2 separate regions of the Culex pipiens genome follow, and region 1 is linked to region 2. A link is a contact called in public Hi-C data. All regions are on one chromosome and are shown on one strand. The core of a region is the stretch at or near the end of the contact, and the rest is flanking DNA. Distances in the headings are between cores, read along the strand shown.

Region 1 (3,004 bases), core at 128-2,627, 570 kb after region 2:
AAATAATTTCAACTTGTAGAAACATATTTCACTAAATTTCACCACTGAAAGATTAGCGTAAAATTGAATCAGAATAAAACTTGCCAAAAATCAAAAGCATGAAATGTTTAAAATATTTAAACAATGATATTTTTGTCAAGAAAATTTTATAAGACTTTTAAGATTTTTTTAATCGAAATTTCAGGCTTGATTTTTAATTGAGAAACAAAATGCGAAATGTCTATCAAAATTATTTATTTCAGGTTTTTTAATGGTCTAATTAAAAATTATGTTTTGCTCTTTGAATGTTTTAGAAACCCATACGACGAAGTTGACTTTATAGCTGTCGGCCACCATTGCTAGTACCAACCACTAGTGTCTTCCTTTTTATCTACAAGGACTTCGCCGCCCTGGGCTCCTAAGTGTACGAGAGTATGGCACGGAGCGACGGCGCCGAATACCCATATTTACACAAAGAATTTTAGAGCGCCCGCCGCGGGATTCGAACCAGTGACCTCTGGATTGTGAGTCCAGTGCGCGGTCCGATTGATCCACACGGACGGGACCCATAGTCATGTTGAAACACCCAAAAATAAAATTTCAAAAAAACAATTTAAAACATAACATAACACTTATCAAATTCACCGGAGATTTGATATCATGATTAATTAAATTTTCTATCGCGTCAACTAAAATTCCGCACTTGATCAAAATTTCACCACCTGCCTGACCACCACACCTCTTCATGAATATTTTATCACACCACACCTTCACCATTTCTTCCACAAAACTTCCCGCACAATTATCGCAAAATCCCGATAACTCACCGTGCCGGGCATACGCCGCCAGTATCTGGTGAAAGGCCGCCACCAGCCGGTGCTGGCCGTTCTCGGCCGACAGCCGAACCTGTTGCGACACGTTCGTGCTTGCACCAACATGATGATGATGGTGCGGGTGTTGGTGTTGGGGCTGCTGGTTCGGCTGCCCCAACTGGTTGGCCGGCTTCCACTGGCCCTCGTCGTCCTCGTGCACCGAGGGAACGTTGAACGCCACTGCCATTGTTTTGACACTTGTATTGTTTTCGAAAACGGTATTCGTTTTGGTTTTGTTCAAGATTTTAAGGGATTTTTCCCCCGACAAGTCACTGATTGGGGAAACCACAAGTTTCGCGATTTTTCCGACTAAAGTTTTCCACTGCCAAGTCCTGGTTTGCTAATCACCGTCAGTCACGAATATCCGAACACAACGCGCCTGCTGCGACGACCAAACGCACTAACTTTGTCTTCCTGACTTGCAATCAAAACAAAGAACTTGCTCGTTTTCGATTCGACTTCTTTCGAGAGAGCACTCCGTATAAAAACACGTCCTCTTCCGACGACTGCTGAGATAGAACTAAAACTGCAGCCCGGCAGTAGCGCACACGAAACTTCGTAGCAGCACCACGTGTTGAAACGTGTTCCGCGATACACAAGAATCAACAAGCCGTAGCAGGCCGTGCCGAAGCACGAAGTGCGCGCTGCCGACTGCGTTTGGTGGTGTTGGTAGCCGGCGTGTACGGACACGAGCGTTCGGGTTGCGACGCGATAATGTTGCGCGACGTTCGGAGGTTTGCGCGGGAAAACTGACGTGACTTCGTGTTGTGGTTGCAGACGGTGTCTGCTCAACTTGTGTAAGTGCTTGTTACGACACGAACGCACACATGTTGAGCCTGCTCAACAAATCAAACACTGTCAGCAACAGCTCTAGAGAGTTGGGTGAATGTAAAAAGGACAGAATTTTTCGGCAAAAGAATAGGGGTGTAAACGAAAGATGGAAGATATCTTGTGCGAAGGACTCGTCGGTTTTACGGGTGTTGCAGGATTGGAGGGAACGAACCGGAGGAGTTGCCTTTGGATAGTAAAACATGCTTGATTGGGGTGAATTTGTTTATTTTTGGGAGAAAAATGGCTGTCTCTGGAAGGATACCAATAAAAAGTAAATATTTTCCATAAAATACTGAAACAGTACATGTTTCAAGACAGTTTCGAAATTATATGGATGACTTTTTGGGCTCAATTTTTAAATATATGGAATCCTCGGGAAACTTCACGTTAGTTTGAAGTAAAGGAGTTGTTAATTTGATTTAAAAAAAATGCCATTTAAAATGAATAGTAGTTTATGCAACAAGTTGCAAAAAAAGGATTTTTTCAGCACGAGTCGTACATTTATCCAACGAGGTTCACCGAGTTGGATAAATACGACGAGTGTTGAAAAAATCTAGTTTTGCAACGAGTTCCATACAACATTTTTTGCAATTTCGAAAAACACTCATTGAGTGAAATTTTAAGTCGAATTTTCATGTATTTTGTCAATAAATCGTTTAAATCAAAAAAATGTTGAAAAGTGTTACTTTTCGAAACAAGTGCTGAAAAGTTCAACTCTTCAGCACCCATTTCAGTGCTGAAAAGTAGAACTTTTCAGCATTGATTTTGAAAAGTGTTGCTATTCGATTCTGTTATTTTTGGTACAGAAAAGTAGGCTATTTCGTCGTTCAAGAATGACAGGAAATGTAAGTAGTATCACAACGGAATTTCAAAAAATATTTTTTTAACATTTTGTTGAATTCGAGGTAAAACAGATATTCGCCTACTTGATACAGCATTTGACGTACCATAATCTGGGGTAAATCGGGATTACAGTCTGAATAGGGACAGCAGTGTTAGAGCACTTAAAGCTTTTAAATTTGTAAATGGATGTACACATTTTGTTGGCCTAAATCTGTTCTAACCGAAACCAACCAGAAAAATCAAAATATTGTGCTCCAACATGGTTAAAACTGCTGTCTCAATTCGCCCCATGTGTCCCGATTGACCCCAGTTTACGGTATTCATCACAGGGTAAACAAAATCTAACTTTTTTCGAAAAAGGTTTTATTTAATTAAAACAATATAAAGTTTACGACTCGAATGCTTCAATCTCACGTGAAATTTCTCGAAGATTCCGAATATGTAAAAATTGAGCCCAAAATGTGTCGTCTTCTTGGGCT
Region 2 (3,144 bases), core at 228-2,727:
AGAAACTCACTTCTCAAGATACAGAGTTTCATACATTTACATAACCATTTTTTTACGACCAGCCTCGAAAATTGTATGGAGACTTCAATAGAAACACTAATCATGCAAAATGACTTCTTCTTGACATCATCCAAATTAAAGAAAAGTCGATTCGCGAAATCGTAGATCTATTCTTTTACAACAGACAATTTTTGCCTACAAACTACTGTCTTATAAAAAATTCTTGATTTGTTTGTTTAAAAAAATGGAAAATAGTTGCGTTTTGAACGTGATAGGATGTTTCCCACTCAGTGTATAATTATAACGTGAGCAATTTTCAGTGGGTCTAGAAAGCGTTATTGACACAAAATCATGCAAATTATGCTGGTTTAATTTAAAACCATAAGTAATTTTTACAATTTTAAAGTATTTTTGATTTCTTGTTCAAATCTCACTTCTGTGTGACAACTCTTTGACTGATTTTAAATGTTTAAATATTTGCTGACAATATTTAATCACGAGAAATGAAAATAATTAACCTTCAATTGTTGCACAACCCTATTCCTCCCACTTTCACAGCCTTCTTCGATCCGCCACATCACTTGACCCCAAACACACACCTCTTTACAATAGTGCAACATTTTCACCATATTTCATCACTTCATCTTCACCAATCGTGTGAGGTGCGGTCAGCACATCGTCAGAAATTAAATAAAACAAAAATAAAAAAAGCAAAACAAAACCAAACAAGCACTCTTACCTTCCATCGTACACCGATACAACACCTGGTGCAGGACGACTCGCATCAGTTGCCGGTTGTTGACGACGTCTGCCGTTAGCGGCGAGCTTCCGTGCAACGCACAGTTGTTGCTGTTGTTGTTGTTTTCATCATCACCACTTGCGGCCTGCTGCGCTACTGGTTGTTGACTTCCAGTAGCTGGCGGTGCAGTAGCAGCATGCTGTGATTGCTGCGACTGCAACTGGTAGCCGTATCCATACGAATCGTAGTAGCCCTTGGGGTCCTCCTCTTCCTCGCAGTAGAACGCGATCGCCATGTTGGCTGATGGGCGTCTGTCAGTCTTTTAAAAAAGTGTTTTTTAACCGTCTCAACTTATCTCACAACAATGCACTCACATCGGGAAAACGGTTCGGATGAAAGCGTCTTTTGTTAGCCCACGAAAACAACACGCAACGCACGTCAAGCGTTCTGTGCACAATGTTGTTGACCTGCGAAAAAGTTCTTCTGAAGCACACGCGAGAAACCTGTTCCTTCCTGGTGTACACCACAACACACTTCGCGGCAGGACAGGCTGACTGGCACCACAACAAGCTACGGGGCACGTGAAAGTCTTGGAGCCGTAATTACATCGAAGAAGCGCTCCGAACCTACGTGTGGGACGAACTCGAACACAGAAGAAGAAGAGCACACGTAACCAAACTAACGCGCAAACAAAGAACCCGTCAGAACATCCACACCGCTTGACTGCCGAACTTGAACTAAAGTCCTGCTGCATCGAAATTGCCTCACACTCCGGCTCATCCAAAAACCCGATACCCAGCCGAACCTACCCGAACGCACCTACACCACCGAACAACCCGTCACAGTATTGGTTGTGACCGTGCGACGTTGCAACGCTTTCGCGCAACGTCGCAGCTTGCTGCGACCGTGTCGTGCAACCTTCCACGCAACGTCACCTGGTTTTGTATTACCCCCTCCACTTTTTGGCGGTGCGACGTGCAACAGTCGCGCGCGACGTGATGTTCCCGTTGCAACACGTGACGAATAGTAGGCCGTGTTGCGATGAACCAGGAAGCAACGCCGACACCACGTGACGACGGGAATAGAACAGAAAACTGGGAGGTTCCTAGATAGAGGGAATGACGACGACGACGACGACACGTGTGCAGAGCAAGTCACGTCGCGGTGTGGATCGGATGTCGGTGGTGTGAGATGGTTGGTGGAAAAGAGGGAGTGTCTTCGGGGTTTCGTTTTTTTGGTGGTGGTGGCGGATGAGTAATCCTGCGGGCATGGGTTGAGAGATCCTTGAGGGATGGAATTTTTAGGGGTGGTGAAGGGGAAAAGGGTAAGAAATTTGTCTTTTAGTGATGATTCAACGAGATGGTGGAGCGCCATTTCCATTGATTCATGGTTAAATTTAATTTACTTTATGCATAGTTTTGCAATATCAATTCTTGAGAAAAAAAATAATTTCAACCTATCTGAACCTATAATTCCATTATTTTCTCAGATTAACAATGATTTAATCAAAAATAAATTTGAAACAAATATTTAAAAAATAACTTGTAAAGCATATTTTCAATATTAACTTCAAAAATATCAGAAAATCATAAAACAAAGTTTTGCCTGCTGATGATACAAATTGGTATTTTTTAAAGATTTTTCAGTACAAGTCGTACAATCATCCAACAGGCTCTGCCGATTGCTAATTTTTTTTTCTAACACCGTCAAGTCAAGTTGTTTTTTTTTCAAGATCCGAAGTAGTGAGTCCGAAACAGATTCTGACTGTCATATGGACATTCCGGAAAAATCGAAGGCTCTGTATGAAGCTGCCTACAAGTAATTTCAAGATAGGCAAGCCAAGGTAATTTGATGAGTGTAAAAAAAAACAGATGAGTTAAAATACCAGGAAAACACATAAAAGCAAAACTTTAAACAGTGCTCAAAAGTTCTACTTGTCAGCACTGTTTCATGGTTATGGAAAAGTGGGCTGTTTCATCTCTCTCAAATGACATGAAAAATTGATAGTTCCACAACGGAACTGCAAAAACACAATTTTATTCAAAAAAAAAAAAAGGAGATGGCAAAAATTAAAAATGATTGACATCTTTGATTTCAAATGAAAAAAATAAGCTTACAACTTGATGACAGTTATTAATCTGTACATTCAGGTAAAAATAGGTAGTTTATTAATTTTTCAGAAAATTATATTCAATTTAAAATCAATTTTGATAAATAATAGTAATTGATTGTTACACCACAACACTCGTTACACCGTTACATTCGTTACACCGTAACATTGTTACACCGTAACATTGTTACACCGTAACATTCGTTACACGGTAGTTTGGTTACACCGGAACATTGTTAACCCACAACATTCGTTACACCGTTACATTCGTAAATTTTTTTCTACGAATTTTTTT

What was found. A called contact is a pair of places that touch in the nucleus more often than the background predicts.
Region 1: a contact with region 2 is called in a Hi-C map of whole pupa, with 7 times the contacts expected there. The contact joins the promoter of LOC120419705 here to the promoter of LOC120431220 in region 2. A contact is called at or near these places in 2 of 3 Hi-C or Micro-C datasets (embryo and whole pupa).

The regions. Positions count from the first base shown.
Region 1 is chr1:49,526,761-49,529,764 of TS_CPP_V2, forward strand. It overlaps LOC120419705, which reads right to left and starts at 1,378. Exons shown (of 3, transcript XM_039582493.2): 1 at 807-1,378. The coding sequence starts at 1,038.
Region 2 is chr1:48,955,817-48,958,960 of TS_CPP_V2, forward strand. LOC120431220 reads right to left here and starts at 1,478. Exons shown (of 3, transcript XM_039596363.2): 1 at 740-1,478. The coding sequence starts at 1,034.